3 separate regions of the Hordeum vulgare genome follow, and regions 1 and 3 are each linked to region 2. The links are chromatin contacts, called in public Hi-C maps. All regions are on one chromosome and are shown on one strand. The core of a region is the stretch at or near the end of the contact, and the rest is flanking DNA. Distances in the headings are between cores, read along the strand shown.

What was found. A called contact is a pair of places that touch in the nucleus more often than the background predicts.
Region 1: a Hi-C map of leaf shows a contact between it and region 2, with 2.0 times the contacts expected there. The contact joins the promoter of LOC123426467 here to the promoter of LOC123426465 in region 2. A contact is called at or near these places in 2 of 6 Hi-C or Micro-C datasets (leaf and seedling) and 1 of 1 datasets of contacts at active chromatin or transcription factors (embryo).
Region 3: a Hi-C map of leaf shows a contact between it and region 2, with 4 times the contacts expected there. The contact joins the enhancer-like site here to the promoter of LOC123426465 in region 2. A contact is called at or near these places in 3 of 6 Hi-C or Micro-C datasets (leaf and seedling) and 1 of 1 datasets of contacts at active chromatin or transcription factors (embryo).

What each region holds. Positions count from the first base shown.
Region 1 is chr2H:415,396,105-415,400,046 of MorexV3_pseudomolecules_assembly, forward strand. LOC123426467 (probable UDP-N-acetylglucosamine--peptide N-acetylglucosaminyltransferase SEC) reads left to right here and starts at 1,388. Exons shown (of 28, transcript XM_045110308.1): 1 at 1,388-1,762; 2 at 3,535-3,680; 3 at 3,760-3,858. The coding sequence starts at 1,585.
Region 2 is chr2H:414,986,665-414,990,822 of MorexV3_pseudomolecules_assembly, forward strand. It overlaps LOC123426465 (transcription factor bHLH62-like), which reads left to right and starts at 1,477. Exons shown (of 6, transcript XM_045110305.1): 1 at 1,477-2,212; 2 at 2,308-2,475; 3 at 2,885-2,950; 4 at 3,512-3,580; 5 at 3,698-3,769; 6 at 3,881-4,158. The coding sequence starts at 1,559. The coding sequence ends at 4,096.
Region 3 is chr2H:414,667,824-414,671,814 of MorexV3_pseudomolecules_assembly, forward strand. No RefSeq gene overlaps it. Among protein-coding and RNA genes, the nearest start is that of LOC123426465, 320 kb to the right of the region's middle. Within about 2 kb of position 1,633, at least 3 of the 3 cell types and tissues checked have open chromatin away from gene starts, as enhancers often do. A contact at or near this core is called in leaf and seedling, where this site is marked.

The sequences.
Region 1 (3,942 bases), core at 138-2,637, 410 kb after region 2:
GGAATTTATGGTGGCAACTTGATTCAGAACTCATATAGGTGGTCAACATCCGAAGGCAACAAATCTGTTGTCCTTGCCACTATGCTTAGTAAGGATTGCAAATACGATAATCTATGCATCTATACCTCTATGTATTGCATATTGTAAGAAAGTGTATTGTTACGTCGACCTAAATATATTTTTTGTCATGACAACAGGAAATCTGGAAACTTTAAATTACACCACCCTTGCATTTAACCCGGATCATCCTGCAACACACATACTTGATGGTGAATTGTTCTGACTTATAATCAACTACAGATTAATTACTTATGATTGTTATTAACATATGTAGAAAAATAAATAAATATTACCAATTGTAACATTTATATATATATATTTGAGCAGATATTCGCGAGAAAATAATAGGAGGTTGATTGACATGAAGTTTGTTCGTCAATTTATTGAGTGGAGGTGGGCTTTCCTAGCAAGCAAGTTGTCTACAAATGATCTCGACGCAGGATGTATACAAAGAAAACTTGGAGCATGTAGTACAAATAGTAGACATTGGTTATGTCTATTATACATATGATTATGTGTTTCAATTTGTAAGTTTAGTTATCACGAACTTGGTTTGTATCCACTTTGTAGATGATTGTTTCGTCATGTTTGTTTGTGTCTATGGCAATTTAACGGATGCGTTAATTTTATCAATGTTTTAGTTATTATCTACATTTCAAAACAAGTTTGTCCATGCTCATAGATTTTTAATTACGTTTAACATTGTTCTCTTCCTGAAATATATTCAATAAAAAAACGAGCGTCTAAAATATCCAAATTTCATGCTATCATTTTATCAAGTAATCTTTTCATATAATATTTCATACGTCGTGCCAACACACGGGCATTTAACTAGTATACATTAATGGGCCAATAATATCACTATTCCTCTAACCATTCAACCAACCTCGTTCTCTTTGCAAAACCAACCCGTGATTGGATGGTTAAAAGGACTGTGGTATTCCCTGCCCACCAGAGTTCAAGTCCGAGACTTGCCTTTGATGATTGCATTTTCCTAATTTATTTCAGGTCTTCCGGCGATGTGCTTTTAGTGAGAGGAGATGTTCCCGTCGACAACGAAGGCGTCAGTGACGACTTCGTCAATCTCAAAATGATGTGCCAACTTAGTCTCTTGAAGATGCTCATAGGGGTAAGGTGTGCGTGTGTGCGTTTATAGAGGTGAGTGTACGCTCGTGTATGTGTACTAGCGACTTCGATTGTACGTGCTAACAAAAGAAAAACCTCGTTCTTTGTTCCACAAAGTTAATTTCACTACCTAACACGTCCGCACCAAAGACACATGGCGCGCACCCACTTGGCTCTCTCCATTTGCCGCGACGGAAAACGGTGCAACGGAGCAAATAAAAAATCTCCACCTCTTCCGGGAAATCTTTCCCAAGAAACGCAGAAATTCCCCAATCCCCGCAAGTGGAGAGGCGCCGTCGTTCATCACAGCACTCTCCCCTCCTCCCCAAAACCTCTCGCGCCCGCGCGAGATTTCGGGCCCGCGTTGGTCTAGGCCACCGGATCTAGGGTTTCCGCGCGATGCTCTCGTTGCGTAGCGACGCACGCCACCTGGCGGCGCCGGCGGTGCGCGGCGGGGACGACGTATGGCTCGGTGTCAGCGGCGGCGCGGGGCCGGCTCCCGAGGGGCCAGCGCCAGCGGCGGCTTTCCTGCTGCCCCCTGTGTCCTTGGACGCGAGGAGCAAGCAGCTCGTCGGTGGTGAGCACCTCTGCTGATCCTCGATTTTGCTACTCGTTGATCTCTTTTTTAGGTTGTGATCACCGATTTGCCAGGGGTTCCCTTTTCCTCCTTCTGCTAGGGCGTGAAGGATCTTAACTCAGTTTAGCTGGTGGAAAACCGTGCTCCGGGTTGCGTTGTTTGTGTTTGTTTTGAGTTTACGGGTTTTGATATCAAGTAGAAAATGGGGAGAACTATTTTTTTTTTTTTACTCAGAATGGTCTGCGTGGCTGGTGTTGTTGTTCGGATTTCCAGGAACATGTGAGCTATTAAGTCAATAACCTTACTGGAAATTCTAGTCTTCTACTACTGGTTTCCTCAGGCTCATTGAGGATTTAACTAATCAGGTCCACGGAGTCATTTTTGGGCATTCATAAAATAAATACAAGTGGAATACTCAATTTCCTTCTCAGGCAGGCCTCTAAATTAAACCTGAATGTTCTGTTAAATCAGATCGTATAGAGCAGAACTAATCATATTAGAACCAAGTGTGCTTTGATCGGTGGTAATTGAATTTCAATCTTCTTTTGAATACAATCTAAGTATCTAAAACTTTGTATTCAGTTTAAGTCGAAATGTGTCATTCATTTTGCCAGGAGTAGAAAAATAATTCATCCATTGCAGAAGAAAAGAGTACTCGTTCAGCGCTTATGGTCTGTACAGTCGATGCAGCAGAAGCGCATGTGCACGTAATTTGTTTGGCCTGCCTCGCTTGTACATGTTGGCTGTAGGCATGTGGGTTGAGGCGAGAGCTAGATTAGTTGAGGGCACGTGGAGTCCAATGGTTGAGTGGTGATGTGCAGTCTGCGCTCACTTGCTTCAGCCGATTGGAGTCACCCCTTTATAATTAGAACATTTCTGTGTCTTGGGTGGAAAGTGTTCACTCATAGGAACCCAGTGGCTATATTGTGTATCCGCCCCTAATTGTCTGGCATTAAACACATACATTTCACATAACTATTTGCGTAGTAGTCCAAATGGAGCTCAAGCCGGCTAACTTACTGCAGATATTTGAGCTTTTGATAATATACTGGTTAGATCCATGGATGGATAATTATTCAAACCATTGTCTTTTGTGTTACCATGTTGTCTGTTAGTATTGGTACGGGAATCAGCATCATATCTCATATTAATGTCGTAGTTTACCTGACACTTAGGTACTTTTGTGAATAACCTGGTCAGATCAGAACAGTTTTGTTTGTCTATACCCTTGATATCTTGACAGATTTAGTCATACTGGTAATAATTTGGAATTTGCGAAGCACCTATGCGTTCAAATCCTTCAGGGCCGGGAAATGAACAAGATTGTTTTGGAATGCCTTTCGGGGTTGGCTGTGGTATATACCACATTCAGTCACAGCGAATTTGTAGTGTTTTCCTAACAATTTTTTTACTCCTCACCTCTACCATTTGTAGGATTATTAGCTGGTCGTCGAAAAGTGTATGCATAACTTTGAACGGTGTTTTGAAGGGACAAGGTGGTCTCCACATGTTTTTTATTGTTTGTGCAAGACTTACAATTTAAGTCATGTGAAAAGCTGAATTCTTATGGCCTCTGCAAACCTCATGGTGGAGGCAATCTGGTGCACCTTATTAGAACTATGGAGTTATTGGAGTGTACCTGTTGCATCGTGTGGGATTAACTGGTGTAGATATTTAAATGGACACTCATGTTGGAATTGATCTTTTGTACCTTTTAAATTTAACTTCTTGTTCATATTCTAATTGCCATCTTGCTTCTTCAAATGATTTAGTTAATGAAGAGGACCACTTGGCTCTTGCACATCAGAGCTACAAATCAGGAAAATATAGTCAGGCACTGGAGCATGGAAATGCTGTTTATGAGAAGAATCCACGTCGAACTGATAATCTACTTCTCCTTGGGGCTATTTATTTCCAGGTTATTACTATTGTGATGCCTGGGCATGTTCTTTCTTACTTTCCTCCAAATCCGTCACTGAAAGTTTTGTTTCTTCTAGCTTCGTGATTATGATCTTTGCATCGCAAAGAATGAAGAGGCTCTTGCCATTGACCCACAATTTGCAGAGTGCTATGGCAACATGGCAAATGCCTGGAAGGTTCGTTGAGTACTAAGAAAAATCTTTTCAGAAATGGACATGCTTTTTGAGGGCCCCAGAAATTAATGGTGCAATGTGTTTTAT
Region 2 (4,158 bases), core at 227-2,726:
CAATTTGGCCACGCACACAAGGTGCTCGACAGAATGACATGGGCATCTAGAGATGCTTTCTGGCCACCAAATTTCCAGTATGGGGTCTCTTTGGGTGCTTACAAAGATGGTAAGGTTATTTTGGGAAAAACAAAAACTTCGTAGTGCAAGTTTTATAAATTTTCAATACTCGACAGAAATAAAATGGATTTATAGCATGGTGTCAAACAATGCCAAAGGGGCTAAACTTCTGGACTTAAGGGTTTGGTAGGGTCCTCTATAAGCAGTAAAAATCTCAAGGGCTTTGGGCAGAAAACAATAGGGTTGAAGTGCAAGCTGCAAAACTGATTCAGAATAGAAAAGGGGATGTGGTGCTCAAAATCTCTAAAATACTTGGCTAGGTTTTTGCATAAAATTGATCAAGGATCAACATAGTTCATCAACATTTTTTGTGAAACTTTCAAACAAAGTTACCAAATGATTGCAGTTCAAACTAGGCCCTTAAAGGAAACAAAATACATTTTTGAATAAATGAAACTTAAAAGAAAATATTTATAAAAAGGCCTTCACTGAATTTGGCAATGAAGGGGAAAAATATTGAGGCAAGCACCCAAGTCATATCATATTTTTCAAAAACTCCTACTTGGAAAATAATATTTTATAATTAAAAGAAAACAAAGGGATCTGAAGTCAACAGGAAACCTAAAAATAAAATTTTAAATTATCCTGATCAAATTTAATAAATAAAATCATGATTAAATTTTTGGGGTGTTATAGTTCAATAGTTGACCACATGGTTTTTCAGCTCTTAGAACCCATAACACTATGCAAAGGATCTTGTGAAAACCTATTTTAATTAGCACAAGTGTCTTGCTAACATCAAAGTAGTTTCAAACTGAATTTGTGGAGAAGAAAATAATATTTTCTGACAACCTATATGAAAATAATTGGTAAATGTGTGATTATTTGGCTTTCTAAAAACATATGTACACATTGATATTTGCTTGATAATTAAATGAGTTATTTGTCATTATCAATAGCAAATTTTAGATTTATACATTAGCTTAGTGGTGCGTTGCATATGCAGAAATTAAAATATCTTAAAGTATATGTTGATTCTCATGTACTCCCTCCGTCTCAAAATAAATATTTTAACTTATACTAGCTCTAATATAAAATTATACTAAACTTAAGACACATATTTTAAGACGGAGGGAGTATGTTCATAACATTAGTTAAAACGTGCAACAATTACTAGTAATAGCAAATAAATTTTATCTTTTTTGCCCACAAGTCAATGTTGACTTTTTTCTTGAAAAATTATATATTTTTGCAAAACAAAGTCAAGTTCAAACTAAAAATACTTCTAAACTATTTTAGATTTTAATTAATTATTATAAAGAATTTTTCTTGAAGATACATATACAACCACGAAGCGAAGTGTATTTCCCCACTTCCCACCCGTTTCCATATATAACGGTCAACTACCTCCTCCTCTCCAACCTCCTCAATTTCCCCCCTTCCCTCCCCTCCCTCCCTCCTCGCACCCGAGCACACCAACGCACACTTTAACTCTCCAATGACCAACGAGCACTTCTTCCCCGGAGAGTACTTTTCCTCCGGTCTCGCCGCGCCGTTCCTTGGCGCATCTTACGTGCAGCCGCCGCATTCAGGGTTCGAAGCCGCCGCCGCTATGGCGTTCGGACTTCCGTGGGCGGACCAGCATCTTCCAGTAGACTCCTCAGCCACTACGGCACACTTTGACTCCGCGCTCAGCTCTCTGGTCTCGTCTCCTGCCAGCGCCAGCGCCGGCGGAGGCTTAGCGCGCGGTGGTGAGGATGACGTCGCCATCGGCGACCTGATCGGCCGGCTCGGCAGCATCTGCAACGGCGCCAGCGCCAACAACTCCTGCTACAGCACGCCTCTCAGCTCCCCTCCACGCGGGGCCCCGCAGGCGTTCCGCGGCTATGGCGCCATCGCCGCGCTGGAGACCGGCAGGCTATCCCGGGTGTCAAGCAGCAAGTCGCTCGTCGGCAACACCTCCGGCGTTGCCGCGACGGCGCCATTGGATCAGAACGCCCAACTGGAGATGAGCCCGGAGACGGATAGTCCGGCCGCAATGCAGGACCCGGCCACGAAAAGGGGCGCCGCCGGTTCCGCGAGGAAGCGCAAGGCGGCCCCGGCGAAGGGCAAGGCGAAGGCTTCTTTACCCGCAGTACAGCCCAGTTGCTCCGTCAGTTCTTCTCCCCTCTCTCTCTCTCTCTCTCATTTCACAGATGTTGCCAAGCAACTCGGCGGATAATATATAAATTATTGGCGCAAATGCAGATGGCGGCAATTAATACGAGCCCGCCCAAACGGCCGAGGGTCAGCGACGGCGGCAACGACGAAAACGCCGGCGCGGTGGAGGAGGAGAAGTCCGAGCCGGTCAAGGACTACATACATGTGAGGGCGAGGAGGGGCCAGGCAACCGATAGTCACAGCCTCGCAGAGAGGGTACGGTACCTACCGAGCTCAGATACACATTAACTCCCAAATCCAAATGCACGTCACTGTAATTTAGCAATCACTTGGGCGCTGTTTGGTTTGTCGTTCCGTTTTCAAATACGCGTGTAAGAGATACGGACCTCAGACCGTCGTTTTATTTTTAATCCGAAATTGTTCACTGACCAGTAAAATACAAGGGTAAACTAAATACCTTCGTATTGAATTACGACCAACCAAGCGCGGCCTTGGGCGTAATTGTCAATTAACCTCCCTTGTTACTACTACTACTACCTTGTGGTTGTTATTCAAATAAATAAATGAAGTCTGTCGCAAAAATAAAAAATAAATAAATAAATGAAGTGTGCATATTTTGCTTGTTCTTCTTTTCTAATTTTTTTTGCTTGTTCTTACTTGGTAGGTGAGGAGGGAGAAGATCGGAGAGAGGATGAAGCTGCTGCAGTCCCTGGTGCCAAGCTGCAACAAGGTACGTCGTGTTTATGCATGTATGAACACACCAGAGCCGAAATTTCCTTGAGGTCAAATTCTCTTAACTTGGACGGTTAGCATGTGAAGGCGAATACACATAGATAGCGTTTTGGAGACTGTGTCCATGTCTAAAATACATATGAACAAACGAAACTCGTCATACTTGGATGTTTGTTATCAGCTACCACTTGTTCATTAGCTAATTAAGTACTTGGTATGCTAGTTGGACTTTTTTGCAAGCTAGGAGCCACTCCACCGAAAGTAAGAAGAAAGCTATGGTGAAGTCTGGACTTTGGAGGCAGTAATTTCGTAATTTGGACCGTACTAGTCCTAGAGCTAGCAGCAGTAGTCATAATTAGTTGCGATGTTCCGGCTTTTGGTACTAGTAGACGATGATTAGTTAATCAATGGAAGGTGCGGGTGGTTTAGGTGGCGCGCACGATTACTTTAGTGCCCAATTATTGCGGCGGCGGTCAATTTTTGGTTTGTTTAAGTTTTTCTCTTTGTGTTTTTTAGCTGCTTAATTATTAACCATCACATGCGAATGTGCGGTGGACAGATCACCGGCAAGGCACTCATGCTCGACGAGATCATCAACTACGTCCAGTCGCTGCAGCGTCAGGTCGAGGTACAACTAATCACCAAATATGCAACATGTCGCTAGACTGAATTTTCTTTCTTTCTTTCTTTCTTTCACAGCTGAACTAACTAGTACGTAAAAATAATCTGTACTACATTCTTTCAGTTTCTGTCCATGAAATTGTCGACCATGAATCCTCAGTTGGAGCTCGACGAGCAGTGCATCCCGTCCAAAGAGGTGAGAGTTCATATGACACGTGCCGGTTCGATAAATCGAGTTTGGGACGCCAGAGCTTCTATCAGACCAATTAAATTGATGTGAGGGAGATAACCTTTCCAGATGAACCAGATGGCAGTGCCGGTGTATCCGTCTGACGATCGGAACCCCGGCTTCTCCTACGCCGGTTCACCCGCCGACTCACTCACGGTCGCGCCAAGCCAGCACCACGGGGCAGTGCTAGAAGGCACCTTCAGCTGGGAGCAAGACTGCCTCCAGAGCATGGTGCAGATTGGGGGAACCAGCGGCAGCCATAGCCAGGACCCCCAAGCTTTCTACGGCGAGTGAAATACTAGTATCAGTTATCTGATCAATTTCCTTGCTCTGAAAATGGCCGGTTCTCGATTCTG
Region 3 (3,991 bases), core at 383-2,882, 320 kb before region 2:
TCGCCTCCGTGGGATCCTGCTGCTACTCTTGCAACTCCAGTCTCTGTGACTCCACCTGCAATAGTGCTTCCTTGCAACTTGTAAAGATGCGAAGCCGTCCTCGCTCCAATCATTACGGTCACCTCATCTTCCATGATTTCCATGGTCTTTTTATCCCGATCACAACAGAATACCATACCACCATCATGAAGAACTCCAAGTGAAATTAGATTTCTCCTTAGCCCCGGTACATGCCTGACTCTCCGAAGCATCCGCTCAACTCCGTCAAACATCTTGATTTTGATGTCACCTACTCCAGCAACATGATAAGCAGTGTCATCATCCATATAGGCTAAACCAAAATCACCAGACTTCTACAAAGAGAACCACTCCTTGTTGGGTGTCGCATGAAAAGAGAAAGCTGAGTCCAACATCCACGCTTCACTTTTGGTTGACCGCCTGTCTCATACTACGAGGGCATCACTACTGCTGTCTGAGTCATCACCATGAATTGACATGTTAGCACTTGACCCACCATTAAGCTCTGGACATTCCTTTTTAATATGTCCCCTCTGCTTACACTTGTGACACTGTATTTTCTTTTTCTTTTTCTTGTTCTTCCCTGCCTCATATCCCTTCCACCACTCTTCACCCTTGACTAGCAAACCTTCACCATGAGTTACTTCCACCGCATTCTTCTTTCTCATATAATAAGATAGCAATGCTGCAGTAATATCCTCATTCTTGACGGTCTCCTTGCCGTGCGTCAGAGTAGTGATCAAATGGTCATAGGATGATGGCAATGAACAAAGAAGCAGAATTGCCCTATCCTCGTCGTCAATCGTTGCACCCAAGCGTGCTAGATCCGTCACGACTTGATTAAAGGCGTTCATATACTCCACAAGATCCGACCACTCCTGCATCTTCATCCCATATAACTTTTGCTTCAGATACACCTTGGTCGTCGCAGTCTTGGACATAAATTGACTCTCCAGCTTCTCCCAGATCTTCTTCGACGAATTCTCATCCATCACATGATAAATAACCTGGTCCGACAGACACAACCGTATAGTTCCGGCTGTCCTCAACTGTAACTCCTCCCAGTCCTCAGCCTCCATTTTAGCTGGCTTGGCTTCCTGCAACAATGCCTTCAAGCATCCCTGTTGTGCCAACAAATCTTTCACCCTTGTCTGCCATAATCCAAAGCTTCCAGTCCCGTCGAACTTCTCCATCTTAAACCTGGTACCCACTGTCGCCATGGTTCTTTGTATGGCTGACTGTGTGAAAAAATAATCCGAACTTCCAACACGTGTTCAAGTACACAAGATTTACTAATAGCAAATTCCTACCAAAAAATCCTCCGTGTTCACGAGTAGTATCTCTTGAGCCAACTACCGATGCTGTAGCAATTTTGCTTTGCCTTGCCCGTTGCCTTCTTTTATAATATGCCTGCACGTCCAGTAGTCCGGCTCGGTTACATATACTGTCCTGACTCGGTCCAGTTTTTTGATCCAAAACAAACCTCACGTCATAGCTTATGGCCTTCACGTAATCTTCTAGCTACAGCTGCAGATGGGCCTCCCCAACGTCCGGCGCAACTTGCATGTACGCCAAACGACCAGCCCATCGAGATGCCGCCTGTACGCCGAACGACCACGCGTCGCTGTCACATCACCCTGCGCGACCCGGACACTGGTGCCTCACGCGCCCTGCAGTGTAGCCCGCGTACACGGTACACCCGCAACTCGCCGAGATCGCCTGGCTCCATACGTGGCCCAACTCACGGCATCGCGAGAAGCGTTCCGCGTCTCGTGCCTTGACCTGCCTTCGCGAATCAATCTGGCTAGTCCTTCCGAAGTGCGCCGTCGCTTCCACGTATGATCCGATCCCGACGAGGAACACACTGCAACCGAGCGACAACAACGATCCCGCGACCTCTTCGAACGTTGCTCATGATACCATTTGTTACGCAATCCCAGATCCGCTAACACCAACGTTTTCGACCCACATGTGTCAACAAGCCCAACCAAAAAGCAACACCGACTTATGACATGCTTGATGAAAGGACCACGATTACACCTAGAGGGGGGGGGGGAGAATAGGCTATTTAAAAACTTCATCGAATTTGGCTTAAACCTAATGCGGAAATAAACTAAGAGGATACTTTTAAAGCGCAAATCCTAAATGCAATAGGCAACGCAACGTGCACCAACAAAACGATCTACCAAGATGGACACAACACGGTTACTAACAAGCACAAGTAAGTTACACAAACTTACTTGAGCTATATCACATGACGAGTAGGTGAACGACACAAGATACTAGATCACACTATAGCACACGATATATCAAAAAGCTGCAAGTGTGAACGTGTGGATATAGAGGGTATGCTTGAACGATTAATCTTGTACAAAGAAATAGCCAACACAATGTAATGAGCACAAACAATATGCAAAGTATGTATGCTCAAGTAACACAAGTATACCACAAGGAAGGAGTTAGGGTTAGGGATAACCAAGGTCACTGAGACAAAGATGTATCCCGATGTTCACTTCCTTGAAGGAAAGCTAGTCACCGTTAGAGAGGTGGATGTTACCACGAAGGCACACCAACACCACGAAGGCTCACCCTATTCTCCCTTTGAGATAACACCACGAAGACGTTTCTCAACCACTAGTGGTAAGACTTTGAGGTGGCTTCCAAACCCTTACAAACTTTTCCGGGGGTAATCACACGGATTGATTCCTCTTCGAAGAACTCCTACCGCCTAGGAGTCTCCAACCTCCAAGAGTAACAAGATCACGGGGAATGCTGAAAACTTGCTCAAATCTCTTGGGTTGAGAGGAGGAGAGGGAGACGATCTATCTTTTGATTGGAACAACTCTCAAAGGGGCTCACAAATACTCTTGGGATCTAAGATTTGGTGTGAGCAAATGTGTGTGAGGTAGAAATGTGTTCTTATGAAGATATGGCAATGTTGGACCCCCTCTCATGAAGTGGGAGGGGGGTATATATAGTGGGGAGACTAAAGTAACCGTTGGGGTCACTTAAGTCTGACAGTGGTCGGACGTCCGACGGTTTCCGGATGTCCGACAGGCGTCGGACGACCGAAGGAGTGTTCATATCAGTTGGCCACTGTGTAGTCGAACAGGGACCGGACGTCCGAAGAGAGGGTCGGATGTCCGAGAGTTCAACTCTGTTCAAGGGCACCGGATTTCCGAAAGCGGTCGGACGTCCGGCCCTCGAACGACCGGGGGAGGCAGGAAGTCCGAGGTTTTTGACTCTGGTGCAAGGCTTCGGATATCTGAAAGGAGTCGGACGTCCGGTCCTCGGACGTCCGGAGGAAGCCGGATGTCCGAGCTTTTGACTCTGGTATAAGGTTCCGGTTTTTCGAAGTGGTCGGGCGTCCGGCCCTCGGACGTCCGGAGGGAGCCGGATGTCCGAGACTTTGACTCTGGTATAAGGTTCCGGATTTCCGAAGTGGTCGGGCGTCCGGCCCTCGGACGTCCGGAGGGAGCCGGATGTCCGAGACTTTGACTCTGGTATAAGGTTCCGGATTTCCGAAGTGGTCGGGCGTCCGGCCCTCGGACGTCCGGAGGGAGCCGGATGTCCGAGGCATTGGTTATGTTTTGGGATCAAAGCACAGCAGTGGAGATGTGGCATGAGCAGAGAAGTAGAGATGTAGTTTGAGCAAATTTATCGCAATACCCAGTGATCCCCTCTTAATAGTGCGGGATCCCTAAAGACTCAAGAATCATAAAAAGGGGTACCGATGATCTATACTTGCGTGTATACTTTTATTCGCTGATCATCACTCCGCACCACTAACGTCAAAGGAACTGATACCTTTGAGTTAGCCCTTTCACTTGAGCTTGGTGTTGTTGTTCCTTCTTGACTCAAGATGAAAGCAAGACATGATGAAGTCTTCAAGAAGCTCTCCCATACACAATGTGAAAAGCCTAACTTGTGTATTCATCTTCATCTGTCCACCATGTGAGCATCCATAAGATTC